Regions from separate parts of the Dromaius novaehollandiae genome. Here region 2 is linked to region 1. The links are chromatin contacts, called in public Hi-C maps. All regions are on one chromosome and are shown on one strand. The core of a region is the stretch at or near the end of the contact, and the rest is flanking DNA. Distances in the headings are between cores, read along the strand shown.

What was found. Hi-C and Micro-C count contacts between places; a contact is called where the count stands out from the background.
Region 2: a Hi-C map of liver shows a contact between it and region 1, with 4 times the contacts expected there. The contact joins two enhancer-like sites. A contact is called at or near these places in 3 of 4 Hi-C or Micro-C datasets (brain, liver and ovary).

The regions. Positions count from the first base shown.
Region 1 is chr6:40,667,381-40,672,905 of bDroNov1.hap1, reverse strand. HSPA12A (heat shock protein family A (Hsp70) member 12A) reads left to right here. Exons shown (of 12, transcript XM_026096195.2): 12 at 1-3,682. Among named protein-coding and RNA genes, the nearest start is that of HSPA12A, 64 kb to the left of the region's middle. Within about 2 kb of position 2,450, at least 1 of the 2 cell types and tissues checked has open chromatin away from gene starts, as enhancers often do.
Region 2 is chr6:40,753,448-40,758,748 of bDroNov1.hap1, reverse strand. No RefSeq gene overlaps it. Among named protein-coding and RNA genes, the nearest start is that of HSPA12A, 22 kb to the right of the region's middle. Within about 2 kb of position 2,863, at least 1 of the 2 cell types and tissues checked has open chromatin away from gene starts, as enhancers often do.

The DNA.
Region 1 (5,525 bases), core at 1,201-3,700:
CCTGCTCAAAGCGAGGTCAACTAGAGCTGGTTGTTCTGGACACCGCCCAGTTGGGTTTTGAGTATCACCAGAGTTGGAGACTCCACAGCCTTTCTAGGTAACCTGTTCCAGTGTTTGACCACTCTCACCAAAAAAAGTTTTGTTTAAATGGAATTTCTTGTATTTCAGTTTGTGCCCATTGCCTCTTGTTCTGTTCACTGGATACCACTGAGAAGACTCTGTCTCCATCTTCTTTACTCCCTTTTATGAGGCATTTATACACACTGGTAAGATCCCCCCAAGCCTTCTCTTCTCCAGGGTAAACAGTCCCAGCTCTCTCAGCTTCTCCTTGTGTGTCACATGCTCTAGTCCCGTAATCAATTTTGTGGCCCTTTGTTGAACTTACTCCAGTAGGTCCATGTCTCTCTTTTACTAGGGGGGCCAGCTGGACCCAGAACTCCAGATGTGGCCTCAACAGTGCTCCTCAACAGAGGAGAGGGAAAGTATCACCTCCTTCAACACGCTGGCAGTGCTGTTCCTAATGCAGCCCAGGATGCTGTTAGCCTTCTTTCCTGCAAGGACAGAAATGTTGCTGGCTCATGTTCAACTTGCTACCAAGACCCCCAGGACCTTCTCTGCCAAGATGCTTTCCAGTCAGTCAGCCCCTGGCCCACAGTGGTGCATTGGGTTTTTCCTCCCGAGATGCAGGACTTTGCACTTCCCTTTGTTGAACTTAATGAGGTTCCTCTCTGCTCATTTCTCCAGCCGCCCTTTGAATGGCAGCACACCCATCTGGTCTATCAACCACTTCTCCCAGTGGTTATACTTGTTAATCTCTGTGTTAATTATTGGAAATACAGTTAGCTAATGGCTGTCCAGGAAGTTTTAAACAACTTAAAAGGGAGAAAATGTCCAGATCAAAAGTATCATAGTTTATTTTGAGTAGCAAACATTTTAATAATGGAAAATATATTTCCGTGTTGAGTTTAACGTGCATTAAAGTGGAAGACAGAGGCCCAAAGCACGAAACTACAAGTAGTATTAAGTAGATAAAGCATTCCTTACGTGGCTGGGAGCACACAACTATACTACAGGGGAAGTACAATGATGGTCACGGTAACATCTTGCTTACCAAATAATAACTTTCTAGAAATATTTTCTTACGCATGTTCACCTGGAGAATTTCTTCTGCAAATGGCACAGTTTTTATTTTGCAAAATCCTACGAGTGGGTAACTTGTGAAACCTTGGATCTGTATCTGCCACGAACCAACAACTTATAATGCAAATCCAAATCCCCATTCAAATTTTCAGACTGATATTAATCTATAGAATCACCCTAAAAATGCCGACACTTCCAAAGCTTTTACACAGAGCTGATTACCTGCTGGAATTCATTACATTTTTGAAACTTTGCAGTGTTAATTGTTAAACTAAAGCTTCCTTTCTAATAAGTTGAGCATGAGTTAAAGCCATTACTGACACTTTTGGGAAATGAAAGCTTTATCGATTGTTTCACTAATTTACATTCCAATCCTGCACTTCAGATTTCTGTGTTTAACCTAGAGTTTTGCCACAGCAAAGAGTGCAGAACTGGCTGGCTGCATTTTGCTCTTGAATTTTGTGTCTCCTGCAGAATTCTTGAGTAAATGTAAAAAGAAATCTGGTTTGCATTCAGTTAATTAAAAAAAAAAAAAAGACTATGGAGAATGCTAGTCACTGTATCTGGCTGGATACTTTCTGTAATTACAAAGTGTGCTTGCTAGCATTCAGTTTCCTGCTGCCTGCTAACTGCTTTAAAAGCTAAATATTAGAATTTTTTGTGTGTTGCTTTCCATGGTTTACAAACAAGAGAAATTTTAAGATGAGTTATGAACAATATAATTTCATGTATATATAATATTTAAATATTGTACAGACTCTCTCTTTCAACAGTGCTATTTTCTTGTATAAAAATGTTCTTTGCCTCTGTTGATTTCTTTCAGCTGTTAATTTTAAATAACATAGTTTTTCAATCAGCTTCTGTAATTATAGGCTTTTAAAGATGGTAAGATATGAAATGTAAAAGGCTGATCTTACAGTAATAGGACAGAAATGTTGGTGTGTCAGAGAATACAACATTCTTCCTGCAATGCAAGTCATACCAGTTAAGCATATTACATGGATGCACTAGTATGTGCATGGTGGGATTTTCATTTCTTTGTTTCAAATGGTCACCCTTCATTTCTAACAGTTCATCATAATAATGGATGAATCCTCCTGTAAAATCATGTTAAAATTTAGAGTGTATTATCTGGATATACAGCTTCAACAGTTTTTTTTTTTAAAGGATCTTCTCTGGTTAAAAAAAAAATACTTGCCGAAGCCAGGCAACACTGATTTATCGTAGCTGCAGGTCAGACGCAGTAGAGACTACTGCTCTACTAGTGCCCACACACAAAGTTCATACAGAAAAGCAGGCTTCACTATGTTTGCATTTCACTGAATGGGTCTGATTGTGCACAGACTTGTTTCCAGTACTTTTGTGGCCTTACTTGGTCTAGTAAAATCTTGGTTACGTGGCTGCAACCCCCCCACTAAGAGGAGGCCCACTACAGATCATGTGGCTTATGATTTTTGTGCTGTTTTCAGCCTTTTTGCAGTGAGCAGTAACAGTAGTTTCTGCAGCTCTTCAGAAGTGTAGTTTTTGAACAGTAGTGTTTTTCTGCACTTTTGTATTCACCTTTTATAAGATTCTATGTGGATCCAAGCAGGGTTTTGTTAATTAAATGATTCTGCTGTAACTATAAAATGTGAAGATTTTGCGTATTTTTGCACTTCCTCATTATCAAGCTTATCTTTGCAGTACAGGGAACTATTGAGCAAACTCCCACCTGACCTCATTGCCTCTTTAAACCCAAGAGTGGAAAATTACCTTGTCTCTCTAGTGAATTAGAATAAGAAAGTAGAATATTATGCTATGGTCTGTAGTCTATAGCCCTTTTGAACAACTTTACATGGTAAGTGGTGTATGGATGCCCATTTTAATAGTGAAGGTTGTTAGGCTATAAAACTAGTATGAAATTTATTAGGAAATGAGTCATTTTTAGAATAGTAATTCTGTAACTTTAGCAGGATATTCCCTGCAGAGCATTTTTTCCGTAGGGATTTCAGATGGCATTGCGCAGCGTAAGTGTTGAAAAGGCATGCTATCCTTAGGCAAAACAGGCAGCCTTGACAGAAGTTTTTCTTAAGCAGCAACTTGCAAGTGTGGGTCATACATAGCTCCAGGCTGAAAGTTAGCAGCTAATTGTGATAGAATGACTAATTGTACTAGAATCTGATAAATGTGCAGTGATGGTTACAACAGGTAATATTGGTATATTTATACCACTGTATATATATACAGGAGTTTTAATGCATTATTATGAGAAGGCTAATTGTATATTGCAGAGATTTAATCGCCAAGATAGGCTGCATATTTATAATACGAAGTGGCTTAAGCGGCTGAATAGTATAAAAGTTGTTGGGCATAATGTCATAGTACTCACCTGCTTAAAATAGTCTTAAACTATATTATAAAACCAACCATTGTGGTCTTGTTCACCTCTGTGCAAGATAAGTTCAGATTTCACTGATGTTTGGAGCTGTTCACAACTTGTCTGGATTGTATCTGAGTGTTCTTGTGTCTTCAAACATATCAAATAAAATACAATAAAACTAAATTTTGTTTCTGGGTGTTACTGTTTTTGTGAAAATCACTATAAAAAGTGAGAAAGTGAGAAAGGCTAAATGGTTATACTTGCATTGGGATGCACCTTCATATGCGTAACGGAGCAAAAGGGATACCAACTCTTATGTGCCGCATATCAGATTTTTTAAACCTGTTTTGATCTGTGGATACCTAGAGCCTTCGCCTAGAGGTTGCAGGTCTCTGTGTAGCATATGCAGATTTTCAAACAATAGGCTGCTGCGTTTTTAGTTCACTTGTGTATTTCTTAGAGGGAGCCCGTATGTGCCTAGGGTTGAAATCCACTGTTGGGGATTTTACTCAAATTCCACAAAGTTTGTGTAGTTTTGAATAGGCCATTTGTTGGGTGTTAAGACAGAAAGGCTTCAGACAATACCGAAAAGAAATTACCTATTTTCTATGAGACACTATGAATCAGAATGAGAGAGCTGGGAAATGGAATATGCTCAACACTGAAAACATACTGCTCTCGCCATTTCTTTAAGACATTCTCTACAGAACTCTCATGATGTCGAGAAATACAACAGTGCTGCTGTTTTTCACTGTCATCTAAGTATTACTCTTAAAGCTTACTGATGATAACTAGAAAACCATAATAGCATATAAGATGTAAAATGAAAACCAGCATGTGACCGGATATTCCATAGTCACAGTCCGTGGTGGCAGGTCTGAAGGAAGATACGCGTGGAGCAGAGGGTGAACATCTAAATGATGTTCGCATCCAGGGTAAATGCAAAATTGCCAGAATTAAAATTGAATAGTTCATCTTCAAAATTTATCAAAGGAGGGATTTAAAATACTTGCTCGAAGAGTTGCCTGTGGGAGGAGGAGGGGAAATACCTTAAAAACAATAGGCAGATGGCTTTAACCAATGCCAACGCATGAGTTCCTCTCCCAAGCCTTCAGGTTGCCACCAGCACCGACACATTTCCCCGAAAAATACTCCCAGCTATTTGCGCGCAGGGCCCCGGAGAGACAGAGAAGGCGGTGCCTTCCCTGGGAAGGCCTCCTCCAAGCAAGGCATGGCGCGACCCCGGTGCTCTCGCCGGCTGGGTGCCGGCTGCCCTCGGCCGCGCCCCTGCCCAGCCGCTGGGCCGCGCCCTGAGCGCGCCGGCGGCCCCCGAGCAGAGCCGGCGTTCCCAACGGCCGCCGCAGCTCCCAACGGCCGCCAGATCGCGACGCGGGCCGGGCCGAGGCGAGCCGAGCAGCGCGGACGCTCTCCCGAGTAGGGGCCGCTGAGGACGGGCAGGGGCGGCCGTCACCGGGGGCGCTGGGCGGGCCGGCAGGCCTTGACAGGCGGCGGCCGCGCGGGGGCCTGGCCCAGAGGGCGCCGCAGAGCTGGGCAGCCTGGCGGGGCTCATAGGGATGGGGGCGGCAGGGCTTGTAGTCGCGACAGCAGTGACGCACGAGGCCTTCGCTTAGATGTCGCGAGGGCCGCATGCCCCTCTCTGTCACACCCGAGGAGGTGAGCTGGCATGTAGGTCCCAGGTTTTTGTGTGGGGCGCAGGCACCATCACACCTGCGACAACTCCACAGCCTGGCCTCAGCCTCTCACGCTACTGTTTATCTCATTTGTGGATGATGAAGGAAATTAAAGAAATTACTCGCTGATAGTGTTGATCGTATCCTTTCTCTGTGCTTTATTTTCCATCCTAAGCTGTGACATGAAGTATTATTCAGCACAGGTAATGCGATAGAAAATAGGGTCTTTGTAGCTTCTATCCTGCTGCTTTTAGGGTTAAGCATTTATTGCAAATTCTGAGTTGACACTTTGAGTTTCTTATGGGAAACCCGTTGCACTGTTTTTACTGTGTCCG
Region 2 (5,301 bases), core at 1,614-4,113, 85 kb before region 1:
CTTCTAGCAGCGCTCCTGTCAGCATAGGGCCCCGCTAAACAGCACACTCCCCAGCTGCAGTGCAGTACCATGACCTTTCTTTTGCTCCTTGACCCTCACATCAGATGCAGCTGGTCAGATAATCACAGATCAGACTGACCACCTGCATCTGATGTGTGGGATCCAAAAGTGGGGGAGAAGCCATGGTACTGCTATATAAAAATGTGCAATGCTGGCAGTGACAGTGTGTGACACAAAAGAATGAGTCAGTGCATGAGACTTGACAGGTCTGCTTTATAGCACAGCTGGGGATTCACCAGATCCCGCAGCACAGGGAGTGGGAAGGGAAGTGCTTTGTGTGCTGCCAGTTCCCCCTTTTTGCAGAACAATCCTTAGAAGTCTGTTTCTGCCTGCATAACTTACAAGCTTACTGAGATCTGCACTGTAAACGTCACAGCTAAATTTGTTTTACAGACAGTATGGAAGCTACATCAGTCTAGGAAAACAAATTTTTTAGCTTCTTTCTCCTTTATTTCATAGAGAACTCTTGTTAAGTGTTCAGGTTTTGAGTCAATGTTATCAAGGCTATGTGTTTTGACAGGTTCTCTCCTGTGTGTGTGTGTGTATGGAAAGGTTCTTCATGTACCTCCTAAGTTGAGAGATATAATTTGAACAGAGAAAATTATGGTTCATAAAGTGCTCTCGTTAGGTGACATGACTATGCTTAGTCCACTGCAGGACAGCCTACACAGAGAAATGCATATTTCCATACAAATTACAGTATACTGCAGCCAAGAGATCAATTAGAATGTCTGCAACCAAGAACTCTCAAGTGTCTCCATTCAGTCTGCCATTCAAACGAGACGAGAAATGCGTTCAATTGGTGTAAAGAATTTGAACTCTTTCAGGGAATGTGTAGGGACTGCCGGAAAGTGGCATTCCCCGCGGGGTGGGACTTGCAGATTCTGTGAGATCCAGCAGGGAATTTTTACGGGTTCTGTAACCTAACATTTTGTCTCCTGTTGAGAGAAAAATTGCAGAACTGGCTGAATATTGTAGAAAGAATGATGATTTTTCATTGGTCAAATGAAACAGAATATGCTGGCTCTATCGTGTGTTACATCAGTCAACATGATCATCTTTACTCTATAGTATATCTCATCTGAAAGGAAGGCAAAGCACTTTGCGAACACTGTTGCAGATGCAACATCAGTATCTCCACTGTTGAAATGCAAGTCTTCTGGAATGAAATGTCATAACTATTTAACAATGCACAGTAATGCTTCAAAGATTAGACAGGAAATTCATGTTTAAAAACCCTTGAAAACGTAGAAGTGTATATCTTTAGGACAGCTGAATGTGATACTGTCTACTCTTTTGATAACTGCCTCGAGATAGTCATTTGACCAGAAGTTGTCAAAACTTGTGTTTAGCAATTCATTCAAAATGTCTGTCTTTCATCAAGATGATCTGAGATCCTTCTCTTTGACTAGAGCTGTAAAATTCAGTTCTTACTCAAAGTCAATGGCAAAGCTCTCACTGACTTCAGTAATACAGCATAGAAGTAATAAGAAACATAAATGTCATCCCAGCAAATACTTACTTTTCAAGCTTTCAGACAATCAAATACTTACTAAATGGAGTAACAGAATTAAAAAATTAAAAATAGCTCCATATAATGTGGTTATATAACAAATAATAAATAGTTTATACTTAAAGTATTGCAATGTTCATATGCATTATAATTTTCTTGAAACACTTTTCCTGTATTTTTTTTATTTTAACCAGTGATTTGAAATTGTTTTGTTCCATTTTAAGCAAACACATGCTCCTCCCAGCAGTTACTAAAACATTTTTTTTATGGCAAGTCCTTTCCCTTTTCAAAAATACTGCTTGATTGTAAAAAAAAAAAAAAAAAAAAAAAAAAAAAAAAAGTTAAATTTAATAAAACAATTCCTTGCAATAAGAGGTGTGGATTAAAAGAGAACTTTTCTTCAGCAGCAGGATTTCTTTCATGAATGATTTATTAAGGGTTTCCCCAGACACAGAATTAGTAAAGTGAGTTTCATAGCTTCTTCAGAAGGTGCTGAGTCTGCAGGCATTTCTTTTAGAACAAAATGTTCCAAATCCCGTGGCAAGATTTTTATGTTGGTTGATTATCCCTAAAGTATCATAATATGTCAGGATGCATTTTCTTTTTCATTTTGGTATCTGTTTACAAAAGAACTGTTTTTAATGATGGCATGATTGCCTGGGGTCCAATTTGGAATATTCTTTTTCATAAGGGATATGGGAGCTGTCTTCCGGTAGAAATTGGCTCAGTTTCCATGGCAAACATGGGTTTGTAGGGAGTTAGCCTAAATTCTCAGAAGCAACTGATGTTTAGCAGTTCATATAATTGACTAGGGTCAAAATCTTACATTGCTATCTTATAACTGAAGTGATAAAAAAATTCCCAAAATCTTAGGAGATCTCTGGGACAATTTCCTTGGACAGGTTTGGAGAAGAGCAGGTGAAAGACTGCCAAGTGAAGTCTGTGGTGTGCTGGGGAGACAGGACTTGGGGCACAGGCTGCAAGCAGAGTTAGAGCACCCACAAGTAAAAAGGTTCCAAGGAGCCCAGAGGTCCAGGCGTGTAGCCGTGTTCTGAAGATAAATCGTATTGAGCACCCAGATCTACCCAAAATATTGTGGATGCAGGGTGTCTTAGCTTAGTTTACTCAGTTTACTTAGTTTACTCAACTGTCTCCTGTTCCATGCGTGTGATACATGCACTGCTGGTCTTACACTGTTGTGCAGTGTCCTGGTTCCTTGCCATCCCCTCCCCACAGATAACTGGATGCAGCTCTGGTATACCAGGTCATTATACAAAGCAATAGCACGCCCTCGTCTGGATTACTGTGTCCAGTTGCATGCACTTCATGCAAAAAGTGATAGAGAAAGAGAAGCATCCAAAGGAAGGTTATGAGAAGGATGAGGGACTTTGAAAGACTTTCTTATAGTCCTAATTATTGTAAATTCTGTGGTTTTTTAGGAGATAATATAAGGTGAGATAGTAGGGTATATGTTGCATAACATACTGAACAGCCTATGGGATATTCCAATGCGTTGGTCCTCCCAGTATGACAGCTAATGGCTATAAAATTGAAAAGAAGCTGAATATATTAAGGTAATATAAATTTGATTTGTATACACACACACACACACACACATATATAAACATACATGCATATATATGTAAATAAAAACGTATAAAACTTGCTGCCAGAAGATACCATGAAAGAAGAAAAGCAGTTTTGATTTTCTGTGAGCATTAGATCAGAAAAATATTTACTACTGCATTCCAGGACATAATGTAACTGCACTAATGACTGGGGCAGTAAGACTTTTTTTCCATGAACATATGATAGCAAATGCCTAATATGAGCTTTAAATGCCCTCTTCTCCATGCAAGTTGTTGCTAAACTGAAAGTAGTAGGCTCAGTGTCCCTAAGAGATGCCACTGCAATCTTTGTGGTTAAAATTTTAAAAAAGCTTTTTAAAGCATGATGTTGGAGTTGTTCACTTTGCGGTTACCTGTGACAACTTACCATTTTAAAGTCAGATTCTTAAAAAGGACCATCCCAGATAAAGTGCTACAACTCCCAAGTTTCCTAACCAGCATTGACTTCCTAGCACTATGAAGCCTGGTGGAATTTTTTAAACAGGATTAGCTTTTAAAAACAAGATTCCAAAGAAGGAAAAGAAACAGTGAGTGACTTTTTGCTAACTGCATAGTATTGGTTTGGCCAGGACTCTGCATGAGTGTTTCAAAGGGAGGAAGTGGCTGGCCCCACGTGGATGTTATGCTCTCTTTTTTTTTTTTTTTTTTCTGTAATAGACTGAGGGAGACTAGGCATAGTCTCACTGTACTGTCTGATGAAAGATCAGTCAGTGGGTGCAGTGAAAATTGTTTAAACTCCTTTCCCCTAAAATTTAAGATTTTCCGGTGCAGCTCTATTTAAGACCAGAGCTCTGATCCAGACAACACAAACCCACGAGAGACTTTCAGTGGGTTGACCCACTGGGACCCAGAGGTGAACACTTAGGGTTAAGTTAGCAAGGTGCTGTTAGAAGATAAAGGGTTGGGGGTATATTTAGGAAGCCATTTGCTCTTTCTCAGGTCAAAGAAGCAACTGTGAACATGAGATCCAATAAAGTTATGTGTATAAACACACAGTGGACATGGGTAATACTTAGATACAATCACTTTGAAATTGCGTCTAGCTACAGCTAGATGATTTTTGAACTAATTCTGATTAGCCTGTGGGATATTTAAGTTTTCTTATTTCCAGTAAGAAGAGTAAATTTATTATGTGGTGATAAGCAGAACTGGTAAATTCAGTATTGATAAGTACGCATAGGATGTCTCAACAGAATATCTGGGTTATAATAATATAATTATTCCACGAACACGTTCTTTATGGATTAATTAAAAAAAAAATAGGAGAGTGGCCATGTTAGAATTAGTCTGATATTAAAGCAAAGCAATCAAGATACAGTTCATTTTGTAGAATTTATGGAAAAAATTTTTTAACTTTTCTAATTTGAAAAGGGAATCACATTCTTTGTTTCCTTTTTTTGAATAAAGAAGTTTTAATAAATACTGTGAAAACAGAAATTTGATGCATTGCTAGAATAATAGACGTTAAAGCTATAAAAGATTTGTGAAAACATTGTAAGAGTTTGCATCAGCGTATTTTATTAGAATCATGTCGCTGATGTTTTGAACCACACGATGGCAGTGTATTGTTGGATAAAGACTGATAATCTAGTCTGAAGACTGACTTTGCAGATTTTACTTTTACCTAGTTTTAGACTTTTGTCATTTATGGTCATTGACTCCTAATTTTAGCACAACAAGGATTTTCCCAAGGATCTGGTTAAATATATCCACAGAGAACCTCTTTGAAAAACAACACAAGCTTCTTTCAGATAAACCAAAGAGCATGAGAGTAACTTGATGGGGTTACAGCTTCTTCTGGATTCTAAACTCCATGACCCTGTGAGCAGCAGATCATCTTTGGATGCCAAATATAACTCCCTATTTCCACTCCTGCCAAAGCCAGTATTAAAATTGCCGTTGTATTTAGTGAGAAATGGATTAGCCATATAATCAGGGGCAACAAAGAAAGATCACAATTCTAAGGTGTTCTTTTTTTTTAAATCGCCACAAAAAAGCCTTTCAAATATCATTTGGGAAAGTTGAGTCAATGCATGGTACTGTTGCAAAAGCCGGGCTAGAAACTAGCTAGCTAGTTTCTTCAGTGGCTGGTGATGTTCT